Linked DNA regions of Mus musculus: all the other regions are linked to region 2. The links are chromatin contacts, called in public HiChIP or PLAC-seq and promoter capture Hi-C maps. All regions are on one chromosome and are shown on one strand. Each heading gives the region's core, a stretch centred on a gene start, on an enhancer-like site or on the middle of the called end of the contact. The rest is flanking DNA. Distances are from core to core; before and after follow the strand shown. Region 1 holds the start of Vps28 (vacuolar protein sorting 28). Region 2 holds the start of Txn2 (thioredoxin 2). Region 3 holds the start of Pla2g6 (phospholipase A2, group VI). Region 4 holds the start of D730005E14Rik (RIKEN cDNA D730005E14 gene). Region 5 holds the start of Dgat1 (diacylglycerol O-acyltransferase 1). Region 6 holds the start of Parp10 (poly (ADP-ribose) polymerase family, member 10). Region 7 holds the start of Ddx17 (DEAD box helicase 17).

The links. Promoter capture Hi-C pulls out the DNA fragments that hold promoters and counts their contacts. HiChIP or PLAC-seq counts read pairs in DNA pulled down with a chosen protein or histone mark.
Region 1: an HNF4G HiChIP or PLAC-seq map of pancreatic cancer cells shows a contact between it and region 2. The contact joins the promoter of Vps28 here to the promoter of Txn2 in region 2. A contact is called at or near these places in 2 of 39 promoter capture datasets (cranial neural crest and frontonasal cranial neural crest) and 1 of 115 datasets of contacts at active chromatin or transcription factors (pancreatic cancer cells).
Region 3: a promoter capture Hi-C map of liver shows a contact between it and region 2, with 3 times the contacts expected there. The contact joins the promoter of Pla2g6 here to the promoter of Txn2 in region 2. A contact is called at or near these places in 2 of 39 promoter capture datasets (both in liver) and 1 of 115 datasets of contacts at active chromatin or transcription factors (pancreatic cancer cells).
Region 4: a contact with region 2 is called in a promoter capture Hi-C map of pre-B cells, with 3 times the contacts expected there. The contact joins the promoter of D730005E14Rik here to the promoter of Txn2 in region 2. A contact is called at or near these places in 2 of 39 promoter capture datasets (liver and pre-B cells).
Region 5: a promoter capture Hi-C map of liver shows a contact between it and region 2, with 4 times the contacts expected there. The contact joins the promoter of Dgat1 here to the promoter of Txn2 in region 2. A contact is called at or near these places in 6 of 39 promoter capture datasets (hippocampal neurons, liver, maxillary cranial neural crest and 2 more) and 1 of 115 datasets of contacts at active chromatin or transcription factors (pancreatic cancer cells).
Region 6: a promoter capture Hi-C map of pre-B cells shows a contact between it and region 2, with 4 times the contacts expected there. The contact joins the promoter of Parp10 here to the promoter of Txn2 in region 2. A contact is called at or near these places in 2 of 39 promoter capture datasets (liver and pre-B cells).
Region 7: a contact with region 2 is called in a promoter capture Hi-C map of liver, with 3 times the contacts expected there. The contact joins the promoter of Ddx17 here to the promoter of Txn2 in region 2. A contact is called at or near these places in 3 of 39 promoter capture datasets (cranial neural crest, liver and pre-B cells).

What each region holds. Positions count from the first base shown.
Region 1 is chr15:76,623,397-76,627,378 of GRCm38.p6, forward strand. Vps28 (vacuolar protein sorting 28) reads right to left here and starts at 2,688. Exons shown (of 10, transcript NM_025842.4): 1 at 2,593-2,688; 2 at 1,738-1,809; 3 at 1,196-1,224; 4 at 1,052-1,089; 5 at 690-779; 6 at 1-98. The coding sequence starts at 1,774. Tonsl (tonsoku-like, DNA repair protein) reads right to left here. Exons shown (of 26, transcript NM_183091.3): 26 at 2,841-3,086. The coding sequence ends at 2,905.
Region 2 is chr15:77,927,347-77,930,971 of GRCm38.p6, forward strand. Txn2 (thioredoxin 2) reads right to left here and starts at 1,648. Exons shown (of 4, transcript NM_019913.5): 1 at 1,561-1,648; 2 at 346-608. The coding sequence starts at 608.
Region 3 is chr15:79,326,280-79,329,847 of GRCm38.p6, forward strand. It overlaps Pla2g6 (phospholipase A2, group VI), which reads right to left and starts at 2,092. Exons shown (of 17, transcript NM_001199023.1): 1 at 1,356-2,092.
Region 4 is chr15:79,891,404-79,894,967 of GRCm38.p6, forward strand. It overlaps D730005E14Rik (RIKEN cDNA D730005E14 gene), which reads right to left and starts at 1,735. Exons shown (of 1, transcript NR_030675.1): 1 at 1-1,735. Apobec3 (apolipoprotein B mRNA editing enzyme, catalytic polypeptide 3) reads left to right here and starts at 1,005. Exons shown (of 8, transcript NM_030255.3): 1 at 1,005-1,166. The coding sequence starts at 1,114.
Region 5 is chr15:76,510,068-76,513,747 of GRCm38.p6, forward strand. Dgat1 (diacylglycerol O-acyltransferase 1) reads right to left here and starts at 1,927. Exons shown (of 17, transcript NM_010046.3): 1 at 1,488-1,927. The coding sequence starts at 1,714.
Region 6 is chr15:76,241,972-76,245,633 of GRCm38.p6, forward strand. Parp10 (poly (ADP-ribose) polymerase family, member 10) reads right to left here and starts at 1,469. Exons shown (of 11, transcript NM_001163575.1): 1 at 1,376-1,469; 2 at 1,093-1,271; 3 at 761-1,015; 4 at 432-668; 5 at 1-351. The coding sequence starts at 1,264.
Region 7 is chr15:79,544,967-79,548,543 of GRCm38.p6, forward strand. It overlaps Ddx17 (DEAD box helicase 17), which reads right to left and starts at 1,775. Exons shown (of 13, transcript NM_001040187.1): 1 at 1,229-1,775. The coding sequence starts at 1,278.

The DNA of each region.
Region 1 (3,982 bases), core at 1,438-3,937, 1.3 Mb before region 2:
TTCGGCAAAATTCATCAATGGAGCTGATCTCTGAGCCTTGGACCTGTCGGAAGGCAGCTTTGTACTGGACCAGGAGCCTGGAGCAGGCTGCAGTGTACCTAGAGAGGGGACCGGTTGCTTCTGGAGGCTGAGGACAGTCTAGCTTGCCTCATTGTGCTCTCCCTCAACAATTGTAGATATAGCAGCTTTCATGGTAGGCTAGGAGGGCCAAGGGCTTCCTGTTGGGTCTATGTATGAAGGGAGCTCTGCACAAGAGCAGGGAAATATGACAGAAACAGAACTACAACAGGGGATCCGTGTGGGTCGATCTGGAACTCAGCACAAGAGCGGACGTCTATTCCATTTGCCAGGTGTCAGACCTCCATTACCACCTGGCAACTCCTGGTCTAGTCAAACAGGCTTGTCATCTGTGGATAAAGCATCAGCATCCATGCTGGCTACCTAGACCTGACAGTGATACCTTAGACTGTGCTGCCCAAGGCTCCAGTTTGCCTTCTGAAGTCAGAACCATACCCACCCTTACAGAAGGTCCCTGGCTGATCCTGCCCGGAAACTAGCAGCAACAATGAACACCCTCATAGCTTGGGCTCTGTGTATGCTGCCTACTGAATCCACAAGCTTCATGAAAGGGAGACACATGCTTCTGAGGATTGGTGGCCATCAATGTCTGACGCCACAGGCTTGCTCACTCATTGGGGGTGACACAGTCCTTGATGTACGCCTTCTCCAGGGCCTGCATCGTCTTCACCACGGCAAAGAGCTCTGCCATGTTGTCATACCTAAGACAAAGCCATCCATCAGGCCGCTGTCCAGAGGCAGGGCAGCCAACTGCTGCTCTGCACCTATGGCAGAGTTCAGCCCACCTCCCACTCCATCCCTGGTACATATTCCTCAGGGACCATCTTCCTAGCGCGACGCCATGTTCTCCCCAACCATTGGTGTGGTGGTGGGTTTGGTAGACTGCTGGGCCAGCCATGGAGGCTGGATGGGTGCAAGTGTGCATGTGTGCGTATGTGTGCATGTGCATGTGTGCGTGGCAGCTTAGACTTACTTCTCCCGCTCCCGAGCATTCTTGTAGAGCTTTACTTCCTGTTGGAAAAGCAGGCAAGAGTCAGTCAGCATCTCCAGGCGTGGTTATAGAACCAGTGACAGCCACATGGTGTTTGCAGTGGCCAGGTGAGGATCTGCTACCTACCTCATACAGCTCCGGCTTGTTCCCAGGGGCTGCAACAGAGCAAGGAGGAGCTGACAAGGGTGACCCCAGGACAGGCCCACTTCAGTTACGTCCCAAGAAGGTGTCTCCCATGCCATGTATCACAGAGCTCAAAGGGAAGCACAGAATAGGGGCTCCAGCCTCACCTCCTACCAATATGGCCTCTAAGAGGCTACATACAGATTGCTAGGTTTAGCTCTCTTCCCCCGCCAACATGACTGTAGTTTGTACACAGAACCACAACTTGGTACAAATAAAAGCCTGTCAGATGCTTCACACATGCAGTTGGAGACCCAGAGTTGCTCAGGATGCCAGAGGTTCTGACCACATTGGAGTATATTCTCGCTCCCCAGCAGGGTATTGCAGGGGCCCTCAGATTCCCACCAGAAATAATTCTGGCCCTAGTCATTACCCAGGGCCTAATGACTACGGGATGGACGTAGCAGTGTGGTCCTTTCCCAACAGCCCCTGCAACAGGGAAAGCCTTGGCTCCTCCCCTTCCTCCCAGTTTAGCCTACACTCACCTCCAACACCAGGAGTAGCTGGGATCCCGTGGAACATCCTGCAGGCCCAGGCAGCTATACAGCACAAGAGACCTGGAAAGCAGAGCCAACACTAACTCAAGGGTCCCCTTACACCTTAAGAACTGGGCTCTGGAGATCAGAGCGTTGTGAACAGCTTTCCTGCTCTCTACAGGAACGGCACAGGATGCTAAAGGACTGTCATGGGGGAATGTCATGTCAGGCTTTGAGGATGAACATCGAGTGCCATGGGAGTCCTGCCTGTTAGCTGGGTTAGGGTAGGGAAGAGTAGCTGTTAGAACTGGGGCAGCATCTTGGGCACAGGGGAAGGGCATTGTTGCAACATCTTTCAGTGGAAATGAACTGAGACTAGGTGTCCGGGGCTTTCTGTGTGTGAGGGAAAGTGTGGAGGTAGGTTTTACCCTAATCTGTGGGAGATACTGGAGAAATGAATAAGGGCAAGCTTATTGGTTGATGCGGCAAAGTGGCGGAGGCAAGGCCCAGGATAGGTCCTGTCTAATAAGGAAGCCAGCCCAGACACGCCTCAGGATTTGAAATGGGGTGAAAACAAATGTTCAAGGAAGATGGTCAAACTGAGATGGAGTGGCTTGAGGAGCAGCGAGAGCTACCGAGGTCGCAGGAGCTAGGAATAGCCGGCGGAGTCGCAGAAGAAAGGTGGGTACCCTCACAGACAGGGGAACCTGAACTGTGGACCAGCAATGCCACTTGACAGCGCCCATCACCTACTGAGACACTGGCCGCGCGGCAAGGGCCGCTGAGCCCCAGAGGAGACGGGACCGGGACACCTAGACCAAAGGGTTCCTATGAAGAGGGGACCCGGCCACCGCCGCTGTGTACCTGGGGCGTTTGGAGTCCCGGAGATGGCGACAGAAGCTCGGTGCTCGCTTTTTCCGCCTGCGCCTGCCGGGAAACCCGATCGGCAGCTCGGCACTCATCCTCTAACCTTGAGCCTACGCACATAGCAAGCCAAATCCATTGATCGGCACTCGGCTTTTTTTGCCTGAGCTTGCGCTCTGGAGTAGCTCCGCCTGTCAAGGCTTTTACAGCTCACATCGCCCACCCTTTTCGCAGAGAGCTGACACAAATGAGATAGCAGCATAGTTTATTAAGGTTTTTCTTTTTCTTCTGGAGGAAACGGCAGGACTAGGATCAGAGGCATTTAAAGAAGAGCTTGGAACTTTGGTCCATTGTGCACGCACCCTCTGGCAGTCTCTGACACACCGAGTCTCGGTCTTTGGTGCTCAGGTCTTTGGTGCACAGTTGCAACTCCTGCAACTGCACGAAGATCTTGTCCCAGAGGTCAGAGTTCAGCGGCCCTTGAATAGAGCAGCCTGTGGGGGTGAGGAGGAGGTAGGTTTAACTTACACACCCACAGGAGGCATAGTGCTTATGTTGTACCTCGGAGCCTACATTTTGGCTTGTCCCATCATAAAAAGGACTCAATATATCTGTATACTGTGGGCCCTCGGATCTCTGGAGGCTAGTGAATGCCAGGCCTTGATCAAGTCAGAGATCCCAGTAGGCTCAAGGTTGTCAGGGAACTGGATGAAGCGCACAGCTGCCAGAAATACCATTGTGTTGGGAAGAGGGGGTGAGATACAGGAAAAACCCAGGGACTCCCCTGTGCTCAGTTTTTATCCTCCAGGGGGAAAGGCTGCCACCCTCAAATCTCAGCTGGGCAAGGCAGTGGCAGGCCAGGCCATCAGGCACACTTATAAGGTGGAGAGTGCGTTGGTGTAACGGGACAAGCTAGCTTATTAGTAGATAAGGCAAGGAAGGAGGGAGGGGGGCAGGTTGAGAGAGCAAGCACCCCTTAAGCGGAACTTGGATCACTGACTGGTGGACAGGAATGAGGAAATAAGGTTTTCTGCAAGTAACAATGATTTGCTACCCTCCTGACCCAGAAAACCCCGCAAAAACAAAAGGTCCAAATCATGCCTGCCCTGGTGGCATCCGCCTTTAATCTCAGTCCTCTCCAGGTAGAGAGGAAACTTTACAGAGCTCCAGAACAGCCAGGACTACACAGAGACACCCTGTCTCAAAAAACAACAAACAATTTGCCACTCCAAAAGGAGGTTCAAATCTTCATGATCATTTTAAGAATACCCGAGGAGCTGCCTAGGCTGTGAGGGGGTGTGCATGTGTATCTGAAAAATGTCACTTTAAAGAAGCAATGTGCATTGTTTCAGAGGTCTGTCTATAAAGGTGGAGTTGGAAAATGTTTGCC
Region 2 (3,625 bases), core at 398-2,897:
CTTGGGGACGGCTATGGTGGCACTGATAATGTTTTGCCCAGTCCTTCCCACAGTTTTAGTGGGTTTCGATGTTAAAATACGATGTTGTTCCACACTGGAGCAGACTCTGAGCTTTTCGGGCACTGAGATACAGGACGTAGGCATGAGGCAGCATGTCTCCTAGTGTGCTAGGAAGACCATCAATCTGTCTCCTACCATACTGCATACTTAAGGACAGGCACAGGGTCTCAAAAGTCTTCATAATGAGTGTATGTAGATAAGCATTACACATGGTAGAGAGCCATAGTGAGCCCTCAATAAATACTTAAGTAAGACCCTCCATCTCTTACTGTCCCCAGTACTCACTGTGCATGAAAGTCCACAACAACTGGTGTCTCACTGTTGACAACTCTGTCTTGAAAGTCAGGTCCATCCTGGACGTTAAAGGTCGTCAAACAGACTCTGGTGGTGTGTACTGTCCGGGCTGGGCTGGGCATTACTGTTAGACCACCAGCATTGTACTGAGGGGTCTGCAGGGTCTTAGAGGTGAGGGAAGCCCACACACCCTGAGGAGGCTTCCTGGAGATGACTGAGGTCAGGAACCTCCCCAGGAGGAGCCGCTGAGCCATCTGTGGGAGCAAGAGGCAGGAAGAGCTGGGGCCATGCAATAGGAAGTCAACACACTAGGAAAACAAAGAATTCTGGAATAATGAGGTGTTGGGAACATACAGAATTGGAAGCAAGATGCATGGAAATACTGTAATATATGATTTTCAAAGGCCAGGTGTGGTGGGGCCCACCTGTCAATCCTCCTCCTGGGAGGCGAGGCAGGTGATATAAGGCAAGGTCAGTTTGGGCTAGACAATAAAACCTGGTCTCTAAAACCTCCCCACGACAACAAAAAAAAAATATCTAGAGGTGAGTAAGGAGTCAGCATCACTGAATAGACGTTAAGTTAGAAGGGCAGAAAAACTGGGTTGACAGCCAAAAAGAAATCAAGGCTGAGGTGGAATTATAAAAGGTCAATGGAGGGAGGGACAAGGCTCAAGTGCCTTACATCACTGTGTATAGCCCAATGCCCCCCCCCCCCACACACACACACATCACTGGCTCTCTCTGATCAACTCTGAAGAAACCTTATAATACCGTCCATACTCAGGGCAACAGGTAGGTTAAGTGCCATGCCCAACGTAGGCCAGTTTTTAAAGTACAGCTAATTGGAACCCAAGGCCGTCTGTAAAATTTTTATCAGTCATTCTTTTAAAAAAGTGTTTTTATGGGAAATTAAGGAAAGGGAAGCTGTCGAAGAATGAGCGAAGAAGACTCCCAACTACGGAAGGAGGAACTGAGAGGCGTAGGAACCGGCCATGGGGTACCAAAGTGAAGCGGGTGGCATGTGTACGGAGGGAAGCCCAAAGAATGGACACGTGTTGGGGAGGGTGGGGGACAGGGAGACTGGGAGCACAGGACGTGCAGCTGCCAAGGCCACCTCCTCCCTCTAGGGGCATCCCCCTGCCGATCGCCTTCCTGCAGAGAAGCGCGCCGCCAGCCCGGCTCAGCCCACCCCGCAAGGGCTCCTACCTCCCGGCAGTGCGAGCAGAGGGATGCAGAGCCCAGCCGGCCTGCCCGTCAAGGGCACTCCTGTTGTCACTTCCTCAGGGGCAGGTCTAGCGTCATTTCCGGGAAAGACTATGCGGACGACGTTTCTCTGCAACTTGGGGGCGGCTCGGTTTTTTTCACCAATGAGGAGGACGGAAAAATGTAGGGCTGAAGGGGCGCGACCGGAAGGAATGGGATCGTGGAGGAGGGACCGGAAAATGTGTGGGACCAGTGAGGGAGGAGATGGGTGAGAGGGCGGGAAGGAAGGAGTGGCTTTGGAACAAGCTCCTGCTGTGTTGCGCCTCTTGGCATTGCCCACCCTTGGATCTGAGCTCTGGAAAGGGCTGGAAGGCTGTGTTCACTTTAATGCCGAGGAAGCTCTGTTCTCGACAGAAGCTTAGTGTTAAAAGGAAGAGATTCCCGGGCTGGGGTTATGGCTCAATTGGATTCCTGTCTAGCACACCCAAAGCCTGGCTTCTCAATACCAAGTAAACTGGGTGTGATGGCACACACCTAATCCCAGGACCCCGGAGGGCTCAGGAGTTCAAAGTCATCCTCGATACTTAGGAACTACGTGAGATCCGGTCGTGTGTGTGGTGTGTGTGTGTGTACACATGTCGCATTAAGGGGTTATTCTGCCGTTTTTGATTCTTTTCTGCCCAACCTAACTTCTTATGATTGAGCAAGTCCCTCTGCCCCTAAGGGCTGGCGGTACTTCTAAAGCCCTTACCTTTTGTACTGTCATGTCTTACTTTTTGGAACTGTCAAGGAAGCACTATCCAAGGTAAAGTGTAGGGCTTTCTCTCCATTCCCACTGGCATGAGTGACTGAGGTGTAAGTCCCTCATTTATGCATATTGTAACCAGTATTCCAGCCCCTTACGATCGGGGAACACGTTGCTGTCCACCTTCCCTTCCATACCTTTGCTCACTTTGAACTTTGTCTCTGGGTACTTAGAACACCTGCTCACCTTATCTTCTCTGAATAGTACTGCTTTCTTCTCACTAGCGCCTGCTTTATAATCCTCCAGAACACATGGACAACGTCTCTTTCTGAGAGTAGGGACTTGTGGTTGTCTCATCTGCATATACTTAGCGCCAACCTGGTACAATGCCCAGCACAGAGAGGCTGTTCAATAGACACTAAGTTGAGAATCTTTGCGCACCTCAGCAAGTGGTTTCTGTCAGAGGGGTTATGTGATGTGTCCCAGCAGATGGACTCCATCTACCACCCTATTTTAACCCACTCTCTCAATAATTAGTGGTTTGCTGAGGCGTCTTTGTGTTCTACATCTGCAGTTGTGCCTGGAAGGCTCTCCCAGAGCTCTCTGAGAAAAGTGCTACTAGGTACTAGATTCTGCACTGTCTCTGGGTCCCTTTTCTGTCTGCTCCAGTGGAGGTCAGCCCTCGTCTTTGCAACTGACAGCCACCAGTCTCTGTTCATTGTTTTGTTATCTGTTTCTTTTCTTTTTTTAGATGTATTTATTTTATGTATATAAGTACACTGTCACTGTCTTCAGGCACACCAGAAGAGGGCATCGGATCCCATTACAGATGGTTGTGAGCCACCATGTGGTGGAATTGAACCTCTGGAAGAGCAGTCAGTGCTCTTAACCACTGAGCCATCTCTCCAGCCCTCTCTCTTTTACTTTTGTCCTCCCTCTCTCCCCCTCTCTGTCTTCTTACTTCTTTTTTCTCTCCTCTCTTTCTACCTCTGTTCTCTCTCCATCTCCCCTCCATCCTCTGCACCTCTTTTCTTTCTTTCTTTCTTTGATAGAGTCTCATTTAACCCAGACTAAGTTTTAGGTGGTGCTGGAACTGAACTAAGCACGCATTTTGTCAGCTGAGCTGCATCCCCACTTTTTCTCACTCTTTCGTCAGCCCTGAAGTGTGTGTGTGTGTGTGTGTGTGTGTGTGTGTGTGTGTGCAAACACTTTGGCCCGCAGAGTAATGATCCAAGATCTGCATGAGGCAGGAAGGCAGCCTAGTTCAACACGACTCAGTAGCTGGTGTTGGGTCAGACTTTGAGAGTTCGACACTGGGAGGTT
Region 3 (3,568 bases), core at 842-3,341, 1.4 Mb after region 2:
GACAAGCAACCCCTAGGGAGGGGAAATGCTGTAAGCCAACAGAAGGAGCCCTTAGACAACATGACAGTCTCATGGCAGTCTCATGGCTGGTGTCACACTGTAGGGCACAGGTCCCCTGACTTCCTACAGGGTGCAGGAGGAAAGGCATCTGCCCCATGAGCAATTGGATTCAGCAACACGCCACACTGAACAGTGTCTGCCATGGTCCCTTGGGCATAGCTGCCTGGGGCGGGTCACTGCCACTGCCCTCAAAGCTGGAGAGATTCCAGGAAGTTAAGAGCACTTGATACTCCTGAAGAGGACTCGGGCTCAGCTTCCAGTACCTACACGGCAACCCACACCTTCTTTAAAAAAAAAAAAGATTTATTTTTTATTTTATGTATGTGAGTACACTGTCACCGACTTCAGACGCACCAGAAGAGGACATCAAATTCCATTACAGATGGTTGTGAGCCACCATGTGGTTGCTGGGAATTGAACTCAGGACCTATGGAAGAGCAGTCAATGCTCTTAACTGCTGAGCCATCTCTCCAGCCCCCACAAGTCCTTTAATTCCAGATCCGAGTGAATTCAGCATGCATGGAGTGTACTTACATAGATCCGGGAAAAACATTCATATGTATAAAATAAAAATAATTTAAAAAAATAAATAAACTGGGGACTCTCTACAGTGAAAACCTAGCCCCAAAGGTATTAGCATGACCCTGGCAAAGGAGGTCACTGGCCTCCCTTCCCCAGGCTAAGCAGGAACAGCGGGCGGGCGCTAGCTACATCAATATTTGCTCAGTGGAAAGGGAGCAGAGAATAAAGGTAACAGAAATAAAAGCGCCTGGTTGTCAGGGTGATTAATAAACACTGAAAACATGAACAAAGGGGAATGCTCTCCCTTTGGTCCTCTCTCTCCCTATCCCCCAGCCCTTTCCATCCTGCCTATGAAACAACAGCAAAGCAGGGAGCTTGTACAGGGCCACACTGGTCACCAAGCCTTGTCTTCTACATCTTCTCATTCAAATACTGAGCCTCGTGGCAGTCACTAATGTGGGCAGAAAATTCAGTCCTATCTGGCACAGTGAGAAAACAGACAAGAACAGAGCATGGCCTCCAAGCTCCAGAACCACGTGAAGGCAGAGACCAGAACAAAACACTGCACTAGTCTAAGGGTGGAGCTTCAACGAGGCCAAACCAAACCTGCCCAATCCTGTCGGGCTGGCAAGAGGGCAGGTGGGGGAACTTTAGAGGAAGGATTGGTATTTGTTTGCGATCATGTGAACTGCCCATTAAAAATACAGGCAGAGATCCATAAACCCTTGTGCCCTCCCAGTCGCACTCACACCCAAATCCCTAGTCACAGTCACCTGGGTCACAGGCTCCTAGTCGCCAGCTTCCAGGTCATCGGAGGGAGCTGGAGGTGAACCCAGGATTGGAGGCTAGAGAACTGGGAAAAACACACGGGGGAGCAAATGGAAACCGGAGGCACAAGAGAAGATAAGCAGGGAGTTAGAAATGGGGGCTCAGGGGTTGGGCACAAAGGGACGGACGCAGGAAGCAGGTGGCGTGGGGGAAATCGGGCAATGAGGCAGAAAACCAGGAGCACTCAGAAGCGCAGAGAGAGGAGCTGGGGACAGTGGACAGTCCAGGGTGAAAGTCGGGCAATGAATTGGGAGAAGGGTTGATTTTGGAAGTTGGGAAACTGAGGGCGGCAACGGAGAAGAATGCGGTCACCGGATGGGAGTTGGGGACGCCAGGGGATGAAAGGACAGAAGCCGGGAGCACTCAAGGAGGCCAGATAGGAGTTAACGGAGGACATGCCTCAGAGTCGCAGACACGAGGCCGGTCCTAAGCAGGGTCCAGGTGACGACATTCAAGACAGGGGCACCAGGAGGTTTGGGAAAGGGCCGTCAGGCCCCGCCCCCGCCGCGCCGTCACTCACCTCGGCTTACTCAGCACTTCTCAGCCCTCCTACTTCCGCAAACTGACGCGCCCCGCCCACGTGACGACACTACGGCTCTCCACCAATCCACCGAGCCCATGCCGCAGGCAGGCTGTGGCCCCGACCCCAAGCGTGGACCTCGCACGCGGTCAGGCGCCGCCATCTTCTATAACTGCCCAATGGAAGCCGCTTCTGTTGCCAGGGGGCGGTCGGGCTTCTGACTGAAGCCAATTCTGCGTGGCTGATGGGGGCCATGCCTCGGGCGGGCGGAAGTTTCTCGTGAGGGCAGTTTGGCTGACGTGTTGATAAAGGGCAGGAGGCTGTTCCCGGCTCCCTTCGACCTCAAGGAATCCAGGGTGGCTCGGACTCTGAACTTTTCTGTTTCTGGCAACACATGAAGATAATAAGAAAGAAAATCAATAAAGCCACAGGATATAACCGGGAAGAGCCTGCTTTGATGTTGCCAGGTTCTCCCAAACCAAATTGCAAATAAAAATATGGAATTAACGGTTAGGTTGAAATAAGACAAAATAAAAAAAACTTTCAGGTGGGGAGGGAGGTAATACGCGCGCGCATATGTGTGGTGGGTGGTGGCCAACATAGGGTTTCTGTAGACCAAGCTGGCTATGAACTCAGATTGCCTGGTGTGTGCCACAAGCTTTTTTTTTTTTTTTTTTTTTTTTTTTTTTTTTTTGAGATAGGGTCTCCCACTGAATCTGGAGCTCCCCCACTGGGTTAGCCTAGCTGGCTATGGAACTCCAGGAGGCTTCTTGTTTCCTCTTTCCCAGCTTTGAAGTTTAAAACATTTACCTTTTTCCGTGGGTGCTGGGTATCGAACTCAGATCATTGTGACAACTTCACAAGCACTTTTCCTACTGAGGTATCTAACCAGCCCCCGAACAAGCCTAGTGGCAAGTGATAAAACTGTATTTGTTGCCTACCAACTCTACCTCAAGATGCCAGGCAATTCTGGGTGTGGTTATTGCACACGTACAATCTCAACATTTGGATGCTGGATCAGGAGTTCAAACCCAGCCACAACTAGTTCAGTTGAATCCCAACCTGGCACTCTGTCTCTCAATAAATAAATGAATGGATGTCTGGAGGAATCTTAGCACTTTTAGTAGGATTTTACTTGAATGACCTCTGTGAGGCTGAGAAGTAGCTGCGGTTGCGTCTGGGAATAGGTGATTGTCACTGAGAAGACTCAGACCTCATGCCTAACTATCATGGAATTCCAATAGATGGAATTAAAGTGAATAACGCGGGGGCTGGTGAGATGGTTCCTCGGTTAAGACCACTGGCTGTTCTTCCAGAGGTCCTGAGTTCAATTCCAGCAACCACATGGTAGCTCTCAACCATCTGTAATGGGATCTAGTGCCCTCTCCTGGCATGCAGGCATACATGCACACAGAGCACTCATACCATAAATAAATAAATAAATAGATAGATAGATAGATAGATAGGTAAATAGATAAATAAATAAATAAATAAATAAATAAATAAATAAATAGTGAATAAATACATGGTTGGTAATGCTGATTTTAAGGACTGCTGGAGAATAGCCAGGAGCCTGGGTTTGGTGACTCATTTACTTTGGACTAAGCTGCTCTCTTCCCCATCTCCAGTCTACCAGCT
Region 4 (3,564 bases), core at 485-2,984, 2.0 Mb after region 2:
GTGCATTTTCTGGATCTACTTTTGTTATATTTTCTTTTTATATGTGTCTACTTCCGACTGAAGTATTATTTCCCATTAGTGCTGTTATATTGTGTCCATTTGTTTTCCAAGACAGTAGAAAACTACACACACTCCCTCCCCCACCAAGTTCAACAAGTTTGGCTTTGTAAAGAAATAAGGATAGCCTTCCACCAGATGGGGGCGCTGTGACACGCTCGCCCTACAGGAACTGGCTACTGTGCCCAGAGCCTCTGTGGAGAGCACCGTGTATACCTGCACACGTGTATCCCAAACCACTGGAAGATTACTTGACTCCGTGTGCATTCACTCCTCCAAAGAACGCTAGCTGAACCTCAATAACCAGAAGCGTGCACTTGCTACATTTGACTGGTCCACGCTACTGCCCTCGAGAGACACAGGTCTGTGAGAACAGTAAACTCATTTCGGTCTCCCTCATCTGCAGGGAAACAAGCTTGGATGACGGGCTCTGATACCAGCTCGGCCACCTGCTGCTGGCTGATTCGGAGCCATCAATGATCCATTTTTGTGCTCCCCGTTGATCTCAGTCTAGCTCCACACCTGGGGCAGTTGGGAAATTAGAGGTGAAGGGTGCCAAAATCCAAGCCACAATTAGAAATGCGAAGCCAGGCTGTCCCCTCCCCTCCTAAGCCGAAGGGAGAAAATGTAAGGGTCCCCACTCCTTAACACCTACAGAGTCAAACCCTTGGTTCAACTGGCAGCTTTGGCTGCAAGCTCGGCACAGGATGGTCTAGGCAGGTTGGATGGAGACGCCTGGGGCCACCCTTGGGGCGTCTGTCCTACCCTCACCGCGGTCGGCATCAGCTTCTCTCTACCATCAGTTAGTTTCCCTTTCTCTTTGCGATCCCCGCGGGCCGCTGTACAGAGGAGCAGGTCTCTGCCAAGCCAAGGGACAAAGAGGTGGGCAGGAGCCTTCTGGGCTTGATCGCCTAGAGCCCTCCCATTCCGGGAGCTGATGCAGGAAGAAGGTGGGGCCTGCATTCACTTGGCCCGGGAGGTCAGTTTCACTTCTGGGGGTCTTCCATAGCCTGCTCACAGAAAATGCAACCCCAGCGCCTGGGGCCCAGAGCTGGGATGGGACCATTCTGTCTGGGATGCAGCCATCGCAAATGCTATTCACCGATCAGGTACCGCTGGCCCCGCTCCTCCAAAATTTTCACTGCAGTCTCTTCCTGGTGGCCCCCATTTTGCTGTATACCGAGCCTCTCCTCTAGGTCCCCAGCTCCCGATTCCTCTCTCACATTCTCCAGGATACTCCGTAGCTCCCACTCCCCTCGAGGGTCCTTGTTCTGAGCCGCTTCGGTTACCTTATAGCTGCTTCTAAACTGGCCACCCTGTACCCCTCTCCACGTCACCCATATTTCTTCCTGTTGAGACTTCTCAGTCTGGGGTTACTCGCCTTTGGGTCTTCATGCTGATCCAGGGCTAGGCTGGTCTGGGCTTCAAATTTTAAAGAGAAATCCATGGAAGCAGACTTTGGACGACCATGTATGGAGAACTTTCGATAGATGTCCTAGAATATCCGTGCTGTTTTAACCCAACCTCAGGGGATACTGGGAGAAGAGGGGACCACTCTCTAAGGCAATGTGAACCACCTTTCCAGAAGTAGCCACTCTGAGCTGGGAAAGGGAAAGGGTAAAGAGAAATTCCCCTAACACACCCATTGCCTGGATGCTTGTGGAGACTTCTCGGAACCACACCAGTCAGCTAAGAGAAAAAGAGAAATAATAGGGGGCGGGGTTGGCACTGGAGAGAGATGGCTCAGCAGTTAAGAACCTTTGTCACCTTCCACAGAGGACCAACTGCTACCAGCAAACACATGGTATGGCTCACAACCACCTATAACTACAGCTTCTGGGAATCCAAGGCCTTCTCCTGACCCCCAGACATGCACATATTAATTCAGAACACATACACATATGTATACATGCCCAATGGCAAGAGATGTGAGTGGCCGGGTGTGGTGGCGCACGCCTTTAATCCCAGCACTCGGGAGGCAGAGGCAGTCGGATTTCTGAGTTCAAGGCCAGCCTACAAAGTGAGTTCCAGGACAGCCAGGACTACACAGAGAAACCCTGTCTCGAAAAAAACAAAAGAAAAAAAAAAAGAAAGAGAGAGATGTGAGTGTATTTTAAACCTACATATAAGAAGAAAGTTATACTGCCTACTCCCTTGGGTGACATTCTGATTTTTGTCCCTTCTCCTGGTGCCTGTGATGTCGGTGGAGGCCACTGTCCCGTGGGCAGCCCAGCTGCAAGTGGTGCGTGCATGCGTGGGTGTGGTGGAAATGCAGGCTTTAACTTCAAAGCTAATACTTTTACCCGCTGAACCATCTCCCTGGCCCGTCTTTCGAACCAATTCACCTCACCCTGAGCAACTTTGTCCTGTCCAGTGATGGATAGACCTGTATAGAGAGAGGCGACAGTCATATCACAGAATAGCATGTCTTCAGTCTTCAACAGAAAGCCCCTGGCCAGCTGTCTGTCTCCAGGATTAGGGCTCCTGAAGCCAGTTATCAGCAATTATCTGTTAATAGCCTTGTCCCCTGGGTGTGGCCTTGTAACCAGTCCCAGATGTCACCTCTCCTTCCAGAGTCAGAGATAAGCCTCCGATCCCATTCTTCTGACCAAGGCTTGATAGACGTCTGATTTTTCCAGCTCTTTTCTACAGGCTGCTGGCTATGAGGGAAAGGGTCCAGCCTGGGGTCCTCCCAGGCCACTAATACCTAGCCAGCTTTGAGGGAAGGGATCCAGACTCTGTCTCCTGATTTTTTTTTTTTTTTTTAAGATTTATTTATTGTAAGTACACTGTAGCTGTCCTCAGACACTCCAGAAGAGGGAGTCAGATCTCGTTACGGATGGTTATGAGCCACCATGTGGTTGCTGGGACTTGAACTCCTGACCTTCAGAAGAGCAGTCAGGTGCTCCTACCCACTGAGCCATCTCACCAGCCCCCTGTCTCCTGATTTTTGGTTGTTATTATATTGTGGAATTTTATTGTGATGGTGGTGGTAGTTTGGCTGTGTTGTTGTTGTTGCTGTTCTTTACATTCTTGTCTCCCTCTCCCACCCTCCCCCACCCCAGCCCCGACAGGATTTTACTATGAAGCCCTGGCTAGCCTGGCACTCACTATATAGTTCAAGTAGGACTCGACCTTGGCATAATCTTCTTGTTTCTGCTCCTTAAAGACTATAGTTACAGGCTTGGGCTTTCCCTGTCTATTTGGGGGGACCCTCGCCTGCAGGGTCAGGGAAGGACTTGATGAGTTCAGGTTCGAGAAATCCTGAGACATTAGATTGCCCATGTGACGTTAGGAATTTCTCTAACAGTATATAGTGTGGTGGGCCTGGGAGATGGGCACAGTATATAACTCGGGCGCCCATCTGGAAGCCAGGGGTTGATGTCAATTGTCTTCCTCAGTTGCTCTTCCCTTTATTTTTTTGAGTCTTTCACCAAAATGAGTTTGTGGGTTCCAGCGGGCTGGCCAATGAGCTCTTGGGATCCTCCTATCTCTGATACCTCAACT
Region 5 (3,680 bases), core at 677-3,176, 1.4 Mb before region 2:
TCATCAGGAGGTGTGACTGTTCTCTCTTGCCTATCCCTGCATAGTAACTTGGCCTACAACTGAGACCTCAAAGATAAAAAGATACTTTCCCCACTGCTCCAGAGGTCATACTAGCCAAACTCCTGACTCCTAAAGGAAAGGACAATGAGGGCATTCAGAATAGGGGATTGTTAGGATCACAGGACCTTAGGACATAGGACCCTTAACATCTTTTCTGATGCAGCGGGCACCTTTAATCCCACCACTTGGGAGACAGACACAGGTGGAGCTGTTTGAGGCTAGCCTGATCTACAGAACTAGTTCCAGGACAACCAGGGCTACACAGAGAAACCCTGTTTGTGTGTTTGTTTGAGAGAGAGCGCACACACACAACATCTTTTCAGGTGGAAAATGGGAGGCCAGCCTCTCTCAAGACCAGCTTTGATTTACAGAAAATCATGATCCCTCTAAGGAGGGCCAACCTCCTCCCCCACTCTTGCCTCCAAGGCCTCCTTACCTGACCTTTGTTCATAATATGCCATACCTGCCTCACACTGAAGTTATCTTATCTCCTGGGTGAACTGTGAACACCCTAGGGCAGCTGGGGCGTGGGGGGCACCGTGCCCACTAGAAAAAGATTGTTGATACAAAGAGAACCAGACTTTGCCACCCTAGATAGCCACTTCCTCCAAGCCCCTCAGGTACTTCCTAACCCAGAGCTACTAAAGGGTCCCATGATGATCACCAAAAAGAGTCTCAGGGCCGGCTTTGTAGGAGACAGTCTCCATTTCTTCAGCTAAGCAGGGCCTCTCCCATAGGTGTGTTCATACCAAACCTCTCTCCGGTACTCCAACCACGGGATGAAAGTCTCACTTAGTAGTCAGCTCTGCCCCTATAGCCCGAAGTCATTCTGGTAACATAAGCTGGGCTTCCTTCAGGCCCTCCTACTTGCTGGAAGAGGGGTGAATAAGCCATGCAGCCTGTTAGTACTAGAAAGCTTCCTGTACTGTCCTCTGCCCCGAGCAAACGCCCATACCCATCGCCTCAAACAGGCGTGTGTCCTCTGGAGCCTCTAGCAGCCTTCTCTACCCACAGGACACCCCTCGTAGTTTTTGCAAAGGTAACTCTTCATCATAACCCTCCCTGGAAAACATCAGCCTCCTTCCACTGAAGAAAGCCCATTCATCTCCACCCCCCACCCCCCCGGGGCTCACATTTCCTGCTACCCACTCCTCAGAAAGGACCTCAAGGGACTCTGCCTCAAGGTGTGCTTACTTTCCTAAGCAATATGGAAAGGGGGCTGCTGCCCACTCCTCTACCCAGACTCCCTGGTCGGCTACACGACCACACCTGGGTGACCTTGGCAAGTGACCCTCTCCCCAAAGCCCGTGTCCCAGTACAGCCCCAGGGGAGCCCCGGCCGCGTAACTCGCAAAGCTGTGGCCAACTTTTAAGAACTAGGAGCGTCACTGGAGAGGTCAGATGTAAGGGGATCAGGCACTCCGCTACCTCAGATCCCAGTAGCCGTCGCCCACGCTGGTCCGCCCGTCTTTGTCCCGGGTATGGGCTGGAGCCGGAGCCGGAGCCGGCGCGTCACCCCCGGCGCCCAAGTCGGGGCTCACAGCCGCGTCTCGCACCTCGTCCTCTTCTACCTTGGGCCCACTACCACCCTGGACGGAAACCCGCGAGCCGGTCCTCCGACGCCGAGAGCTTCCCGCGCCTCCGCGGTCGCCCATGGCTTCGGCCCGCACCTCGTCGCGGCCCAGTCGTGCTCCGCCGGCTCTCAGCGCTTGGAGCCCGCGGCCCCGCCTCTGGACCCTGAGCAACGGCCTCCGCCGCCGCCCCCTGCCGGCCTCCGTAGCCGGCGCAGCGCACGACTACCTCTGCGACGCTGAGGCTGCGATGCTGCGGAGCAGCTGACTGGCTGTGGCGTCAACTGGAGAGTCCATTTGTAGTCCGAGGCCGAGCGGAGGCGGAGCCTAATCGAAGACGCGGAGCACGCTGGGAGTCGCGGGAGCAGAGCGCGGAGCCTCCTGGGAGTTGAAGGCACCGGGAGCTGGTGACGTATAGCACTCTGGGAATTGCAGTCACAGGCTGGCAGAAGCAACTAGTGTGCAGCTTGGCTGTGAACTTCGGTGGAAGAGGTCCGAGGTGCTGTCTCACTGCGAGGAGCAAGCGGGAGGAGAACTGCCCCGGCTCCTGGCTCCCTGGCAGCTACGCACTTCCTCTGACCTCTTGCTTGCCTCTTGTCCCACTTATGTAAAAACATCCTTTCGTCATCCCCAGCAGCGGTTTGAGTGTAGGTCATTTATGAAACTGCGCTGACGTCTTGCGGTTCCAAATCCATTTTTGAGCGCACAACCGACAGACTTATCTGCTCTGGCAGCATCGTTCTCCGAAAGATCCCTAGCTGCTAGGCAGGAACCAGTTTAAATGTACCTTGGAGCACATAGCCTGTCAAAGGATCAAACTGGAGAAATACCCAGCTTCGCATTACAGCAAATGTGTGCAACTGCCCAGTTAGTTAAAAGAAGCAACTCACCAGTCACCATGGCCTCTTCCTCTACCGCCCCACAGTGCTGTCGAGGGCCCGACAAGCAACGTGCCTGATTTAGACACCGCCGTGCATACATTCTAGACCTGAGGAAGCACCTAATTTCCTTCAGAAACACTATAAAGGACCAAGGAGAATAGTGGCTTTCTCTTCTGGGGAATAGCAGGCCTAAGAAGCACCTCTATAGGACAAGGTTGGTAGCCTCTCCTACAGGATGCTACTAGTCTTCCTATTAAGCTCCCTCCACTTCTGTAGTATCCACTGACTCCTTCCCTCAGGTCACACTTTCTTCACGACACATCTCATGATGAGCAATCTGGGCTGCCCTGCCGGTGGTGTCTTTGTACATATGCAGAGAAAAGCGAACCCAGGCTTGGACTTTTGTGGATCAGAGCCAACCTGGTCAGTGTCTCCGAGCATTCCTTTGTTGCTGGCCCAGTCTTTCATCTGGTCCTTGGCAAGGCAAGGGCTAGGTCTTTGTGAATAGTGACCCCAAAAGGAGGCAGAGTGAAAGAAAAAGTCTCTTTGGGAGCCTGAAGTGAAGGTAAGTCGTGTGAGCTCTGCCATGCCTTTCCCGCTCCTTCCTCTGTTAAGTGAATACGAGGCTTCCACATTCTCCTGGGCTAGCACGTTGGCTACACCAGCTTCCAGTTTGAAACCAAAAACTAAAAGTGGAAGGTTGAGGCCTAGGCTGCCACTAAAGCCAGAGATGAATCCACACCATCCAAGAGAATGAAAGTCCTCCTTGGAGACAGCTATTCATTGACATTCAGCCTTACAGCTGTCAGCCTCCAAGAGGCCATGGGAGTGAAGAGACCAGAGGATGACCAGAGCCATCAGGAAGGATGGTTCTATGGAGACCTGTGCCAAAGAGATGGCACCGATGTCAGAGTTCCAGGGCCTGATTCAAGGAGGAAAGGCTGGAATGGATGATTGCGATATGCAGACAGCTTCACTGTTGAAATTTAACGTGAGTGGTGGCACACGCCTTTAATCCCAGCACTCAGGAGGCAGAGGCAGGCAAATTTCTGAGTTCGAGGTCAACCTGGTCTATAGAGTTCCAGGACAGCCAGGGCTACACAGAGAAACCCTGTCTTGAAAAAAAAAAAAGTGTGCAGACAGGGCTGGTGAGATGGCTCGGCAGTTAT
Region 6 (3,662 bases), core at 219-2,718, 1.7 Mb before region 2:
TAGAGCTCTCTACTGGATCGACTGGGCTTGTAGACCCCATACTCCCCTGGATCCTAATTGATCCCGAGTCAACTGGCAGGGCTTGTCCTGGAGCTCCTACAGGACCTGCCCTTAGAAGGGTTCCTAATTGTTGTGGTGCCTCCCCAGAGCCCACAGCCATGGTCAGAGCCCCGGCCAGTCCTCCAGTTCCTGTAGGCGCATGACCAATGACTCCAGATTCTTGAGTAGCTGAATGGTCCCTGCCACTGACGCCCTCAGCGAGCGCTTCTGGCTCTAAGACATCATAGTGAGGGACAAGGCTCAACTCAATGCCCTGTAGCCAGTGTTTCTGCTTCAGCACCCGTTCAGCCACTGGAGGGAGAGAGAAGACAGAAAGCACACTGAGTCTCTAGCGTAGAGGAAGGGTCCTCCTAATTTCAGACACCACTTACCCTGCCATTGCTGAAAGGAAATAACAGTGCCTAGCTGCCCAGGCAGGCTGCGCAGACCCTCCAGGGGTCCGCCACCACTGCGACGCTCATTTTCCAGGTAGAGCTCCAACAATAACAGGTCCACAGGAGAAGCACTGTCCACCACACGTACTGCTCGGGTCTGGGGCACCCAGGCCAAGGACACAGTGGCTCCATTCAGGGGCAGATTCCGGGCCTGTTCTGCCAGGGCACTGACCTCTGTGGGCAGTATATGAATCAACTCGGGCACCCTCCTTAACTAGAAGCTATGCCGCCCCCCCCACCAGCCCTGCCTCTCACGTGCCTCTTACCTGCCTCAGAAAGGGGCGTGGATAACTGGACCAGGGCACAGTCCTGCCGAGGACTGGCCAGGGCATGGCAAGTCTGCACGGGGTGTCCTGCAGCACCCAGCAAGGCCTGAACATGTTGCTCCAGACTCAGAGGTGAAGTGCCAGGTGGCAGGTGTTGGAGAAGCACACGTTCTGGGGCACGCGGTGGGGCTGGCCTCAGGCTCAGTCGGACACCATGTAGTCGGTGCTCTGCCTGGGCTAAGACCCTCTTTGCATCTGTGAGCAGAGATGAAAGTGTCAGAGATGGCAACGCTTCAGGGCACCCAGGCAACCTCTTGATTCAACCTCCTCACCTGCAGGATCTTGAAAGATGAGGACACCCCCACAGCCAAGTCTCTGCCAGCTCAATAGAAGTCCTCCACCCGAGCGACGGTGGTTTTCAAAGTACAGAGTAATGAGCTCATCTGGTATTTCTGGGGGCAGTCCCCGGAGCTCCAAGGCTGCCCCTGCCTCCACCTCTGCCATCAGAGTCCTGGGCGGCAACACATGGGAGGAGAAGAGGACCACTCACTTCCCCTGTCCAGTCCTCTCTCCCACGCTCTCAGCTGCTCCCCAGCACCCCATATTTACACTCACCCCTGCTGTCTCAGGCCAGTGTCTCAGGCCAGTCAGTTATGCCTGCTGTCCTTCCCAGGCAGAAGGCCTAAGGTAGGAAAACAAAAGTGAAACTGACTGGGGACAGGAAAGAGGGAGGAGCTAAGCCAGAGGCTGTAAGTAGTTCAGGAACTTCCTCTCCTGCTCTAGCCTTAATCCTCAGTCCACAAGGAACTTCTAAGGACCTTTCTGCCGAACCACCCACTAGCCTCTTAGCTAGTGGGGTAGACCAGATGTCTCCTAGACTTTCTCTTCTTCTTTGGCTTCTCTTTGTGGCTAATCACCCTTCCTATGGGATGCTTGAGATACAGTCACACTGTCAACCCCCCACCCCAAGAATCTCTAGGCTTCTGTGCCCTGGGTCCCAGACATGAGCAGCGCTGATCTTAGAGGCTGGCCCCTGGCTGGGTCCGGCTCTTAGAAACCGTCAAACCCAGAGGATAATCAGCCTTGCTTCTAAATGCTAAGGGTGAGCAGTTCCACCCTTCGCCCCCCAAAATCTCAAACCCAGAGACGAATTTTCTGGTCCCTGGGTCTCATATGATAGAGAACTGATTCCTGCAAGTTGTCTGTCTTCCATGTGTGTGCCACAGCATGGCGGGTGCACGCATAAACAAACAAAGGTGACTGTTTAAAAGCCTAATGCTCAGATCATAACACAGCTTTTCCCTTGTGATTCCCTTCAGCCCACATCTGCCTAGTCCTTCTTTCTATGCTCCTTGCTCATCACCATTGCCCGCGATGTAGCCACTGTGCTGACATGCCTTTCTGCTGTTCATCCTTCCACAGAAGGGGAGCCGGAATCACAGACAGGACCCAGAGGGCCTCGCCTCACACCTAAGCTTTGCCATTATTATTATTATTATTATTATTATTATTATTATTATTGATACCGGGTATCACTCGGTAGCCCAGACTGCCTGAAACTCAGTGTGCAGGCCGGACTGGTTTTGAACTAGAAAGGATTCTTCTGTCATTCTCAGTCCTGAATGGTGGAGATATAGGTGTGGACAAGCATGCCCAGATTGGAGGCTGTGCCTTGAGAAGTCACTTTCCTGTCCGCCCCCATAGCTTGCTTGTTTCTTTCATCTCCAGAGCTGCTGCTCTCTACCCACACCTTCCAGTCAGGCCAGCTCGACCTCTGCTGTTCTTCCAAAGGATCATGGGGTTTTGCCCAGTCTATATGTCTAACCCTGTAGTCCTTGAATCTCCATGACCTCCCCCACAATCGAGAGCCTCCAAGACTTCTTGAAGGACCATGCTACCCTTTTTCCTTCTCTGCCACCCCCACTGTGGCTCCTCCACAGAGGTGACAGGGGACCAGCGGCTGCTACAAATCCCAGGAGCCAATGACAGTGAAAGCTAAAGTCTAATTGTCCCCAGTTCCTATCCCTCTAATCCCTTTTCATACAACACACCTGGGTGTTTATTTGGCTCCAACCTCCCAGGTCTCAGCTCTTGCCTAAACCAGTATCCCTGGACCATCTCTAACTTCAAATGACCTAGCCTTCCCCACAGAGCCACATGGGGCTATCCCTTCTCCGTAATTTCCCTCACCCAGCCCTTAGTGAGATCTTTAACATGGAGCTAAAACCTTAAACGACCTCTGAGTTGTCCAAGCTCCTTCTGAGGCCCTATAGTCAACTTTGTGCTTGTTTTACTTTTATTAAAGGGCCCACTAATTATATGAGAGTCTGCTTCTACAAAAGCCTGTCTCATCTATTCTATGCTTTCTTCTTACAGGACTTAACCACCCTCTATCACACTGTACTTTACTTAGAGGGCTTGCCACAGGCGCAGATGCAAGAGAACAGTTCATGTCACTGCCATTGTTAAATCCTCAGGAATTTCTGTGAACTGGATGTAAAACCCTTACTGTCTTCTCTGCTAGTTAGTTTTAACATCAACTTGATACCTAGGATCATCTGGAAAGACAGCCTGAGAGTGGAATTGTCTAAAACATCTTGGTCGGTGGGCATGTCTAGGAGGGATTTTCTGGTTAACTGAGGGTGGGCTATCCACCCTGAATGTGTGTAGCACCATGTCTCTGGACTGTACATGAAAGCTAACCCAGAGCAGGCAAGCAAGCAGCATGGTTTCCTGTTCTTGGCTGTATATGTGAAATGTCTAGCACCTCGAGTCCTTGCCTTGACCTGACAGAAATTCCAGAACTGTGACCTGGAATCGTGAGCCACATGCAACCTTCTTCCCCGGTGCTGCTTTTTAAAAATCAGGGTGTTCTTTACAGCAACAGAACACATCTAGACTT
Region 7 (3,577 bases), core at 525-3,024, 1.6 Mb after region 2:
CCCCACAAGGTAATCCCCTCTTCTGTTAGAACCTGGTGTGGTGGCCTACACCCGTGTTTCTGAACTTGGGGACACTGAGGACACATTCCAGGACAACCGTTAGACTAAGCTTCATGGCCCTGAGACAAACCCACCCTGCAGTGATCATGGCCAGAAATTTTACTGGAATTCTTTGGGTATCTACATTCAGTAGGCAGAATTTGGGTGACTTATTAATACCACTGCTAAACCAGCACAACTAGAAAGAAAAACATTCAACTGAGTAGACCCACCAAGACCTTTAAAAGGCCTCTGGCTTTTCAGTGCAATACTACAGTGAGCCAGGCCTTCTCATTTGACTACTTTACTCCACTTGCAAATGAAGCAACTGATACAAGTCTAAAACACTTCTAGAAATAACCAGTTTTCTTTTGTTTTCAATCTGTAATAATGGCCAAAACCCAATCTTTAGGAGATTTTAAGGCTAAGTCTAATAAGGATAATAATGTGGCTCCTATGTGTTATTTCCACTGGGCTTGCTTATAATCCCAAACTGCTTGGATCTTGAATAATGACCTAGGACAGAATAAAGCTTCTACAATTACGATTCCTTTACAAGGCTTATTCTGATTTTTTTTTCTTTCTACCACTGCCCTCACTTTGAACTCTGCTAACTGTTCTCTTGTTCTGATCTGTGTAGCCCAGGCTAGCTTTGAACTCCAAGCCTGACTCAGTCTCTAGTGCAGGGTGTGCCACCTCAAGGAGTTCTCTTGATTTCAACAGGCTTTGTTAGTTTCAAAAAAAAAAAAAAAAAGTCACCCGCAATTTGGATCTTTTGGAAAGCAACTCCAGCACTTCCCATTCCAATCTGATTCCACTTAACCAAAAATATAACAGAAAGGGAGTAAAACCTAGTTTAAAACCAAAAAAAGGCCTTTTCGACTCCAGTCCCTCTCTAACAGGGATGGCTAACATAGCGGAAAAGAAACGATCTCAAGCAGCTTTTCCTAGATTAAAACTTGAGCATCCGGATCCTCCCCCAGACAGACACTGCGGCCGGCCTGCAGGGATCAAATGATCAGCGAGCGGGCCAAGAGAGGCGACAAGGCTGGCCTGCCACTTCCGAGCCAGGATCGCGGTCCGCAGAGACGTCCGCCCAAGCCTGAGGCCTGCGCGCCGCCGCCATTGTACGGCGCGAGCCTCAGGGCTCTGCGGGCCACCCCGCCCCCCGCCCGCACCTCCCCCTTACCCTCCACGGTCCCTGTCACGATCCCGATCCCCAAAGCCGCCTCCACGCATGGTCCCAAACGGATAAAGATCTGGGAGCGGGGCACGGATGACCGAGCTCGGGAGGGCCTGCGGCTCGGGTCTAGTGATGACCGATGGCGGCGGCGGCGCCTCCGCTGTTGGGGCGGCGGCAGGCGCGGCGCTGTCTCGCTCCGACGCGCTGTCTCCCGTCGCAGACGCCACCGTCGCCGCCTCTCTCGTCGGAGACGGGAGCACAACTCAGAGAATCGGGGTTGTTAGGACAGTCGGGAGGTCTGGTCCCGCTCAAACCGGGCGGTGCCACGGTTGAGGCGTCTCCCTTCCTTCCCAGCAACTGCACAAAATGGCGGCGGCCGCGGAGACCGCTCCAACTTAACGCTACGCACGGCCCAGACGCTACGTAAACAGCGTCTGGAGGGCTCCGCGCGACGCCACGGACATTCTCGGAACCGCTTTACGTCGGTGACGGAGATGGGGGCCCTGGTCGGCCCACCTTAAACAAGGCAATGTGCGCAACCGGCGTAGGGTTCTCGCACCGCCAGCTCTAGAACGTTGGCTGGGGGTGGGGCGAGCCGTCGGCACGACGTCACAGTGTTGGCGTCGTTGGCCCGCCCACTATTGCGGGTCAGCGCAGTCTTCGTAGCGCATTCTGTTTCGAGAATGGACTTTTCCCGGCATTCCGAGCTCAACCCGGCGCTTGAGGCCGGCCTTGTGCAGACATAATGGTAGCACTCCACGTAGCCTTAGTCAGACTTCCGGGTCTCTGGGCAGTAGAACCCAGAGAGTCTTGAGGCCGCTTTCTTGGTTCCAACGTCCCAACGCCGTGTGCCCCAAGCTGGCCACACAGCCCGGCGCCATTTCTTTCCCGTCGCTTTTCGCCGCGCTGGCGCCGCAGCCATGTTGGATGCGTCGTGTCGCTCTCTTTCAGCGGCCAACAGCCTGGCTGGGCCAAAAGACACCCTGTGTTTCCCGCGTTTCTTACTGAGGTGCTATTTTCCGAACAAAGGGTTGGCACCTTTTCCTCTGGCCGTAGTTGACGCAGAGGCCACACCTTCCCAGAGTCCTTTCTGAGGTGGGCGCCTTGGACCTTAGCCACCATGAAAATGGGTGCCTTACCCGGGTGCCCCACTGCAGAAGCGGTGGGTTTGACAGGCTAGGATTTGCAAACCCTATCCGGGGAGGGCAGGCTGGGCTAGGCCGCCGGTGCCACCCAACTCCTAGATTGCTTTCTTTGGCTCGCCATCCCTGCGCACTGCCAAGCCACACAAACTTGGACATAGTTGCTTTACTAAATTGTGGAACTGCTGGGTTCCTTGAGACCTCTAGGCTCATTTCTACCGCCGCGGAGAATGGAGGCCGGCAGACTGGAGGCTTAGTCTTGTCTCATGTCCTGAGTGTTGCTTAGGTTAGGAAAGCCAGGAGAGTAAAGAGGCGTCTTGAGAAACGGTTCATTTGTCACTTCGGCCATGGAGAGCCAGGCATTGTGCTAGTTGCTGGGACACTGGGGATCCAACACGTTCCTTGGCACAGAGCTTTATTCTCTAGAGACGGAGAGGAGACAGATGACAAATGTGTATGTTAGACTTTTGCTGACTTGGAAAAGAAAATGGTGTTGAGGCTGTGGAACAGTGCTTGCTGACCGTGACTGAAGCCCTGGATTCAACACCCAGCACCTCCAAGAACAACAGCAAAAAAACACTAAAGGGAAGGCCATACTTTAATTCCAGCACTCGTGGGTGAATCTCTTGAGTTAAACGCCAGCTTGGTCTACCAAGTGAGTTCCAGAATAGCCAGGGTGACACAAAGAAACCCTCTCTCAAAAACCAACCAACAAACACCAAAGAAACAAAAACAAGAAAGGGGCTAGAGACAAGTTGAGGAAACGGGATGACATCGGGTGCTCTCAGAAGGCATCCCCCATCTATCAAATGACATTTGAGCTGAGGTCTCAACTAAGGTCCTTGCTGCCAAGGGGGAAGATCAATTATGCAAAGCCTGAGTCCAAGAAGATGGAAGCTACTTAAAGAGCTTGGTTTCCTTGAAGGTGAAAATGTCTGGTTTAAAGTAGCGGCATAAAGAAGGACCCCTTTGACTGCAGTGCAGAGAATCAACTGAGAGGCAGCTAAGGCAGGAACAGTTAATCTAGTGAAGGCCCAGTGTACTGTCTCTTTTCTTTAGTCTCTCTGAGTTCTAGGCCAGTCTGGTCTACATAGTAAGACAGACAGAGCTACAGTGTGAGACCCTTTGGACGTGGCTGGGTACTGAAGTCCAGGCAGGAAATGGTGGGACTTGGTGCAGGTTATTACTGCTGAGAGAAATGGTTCAGTTGTGT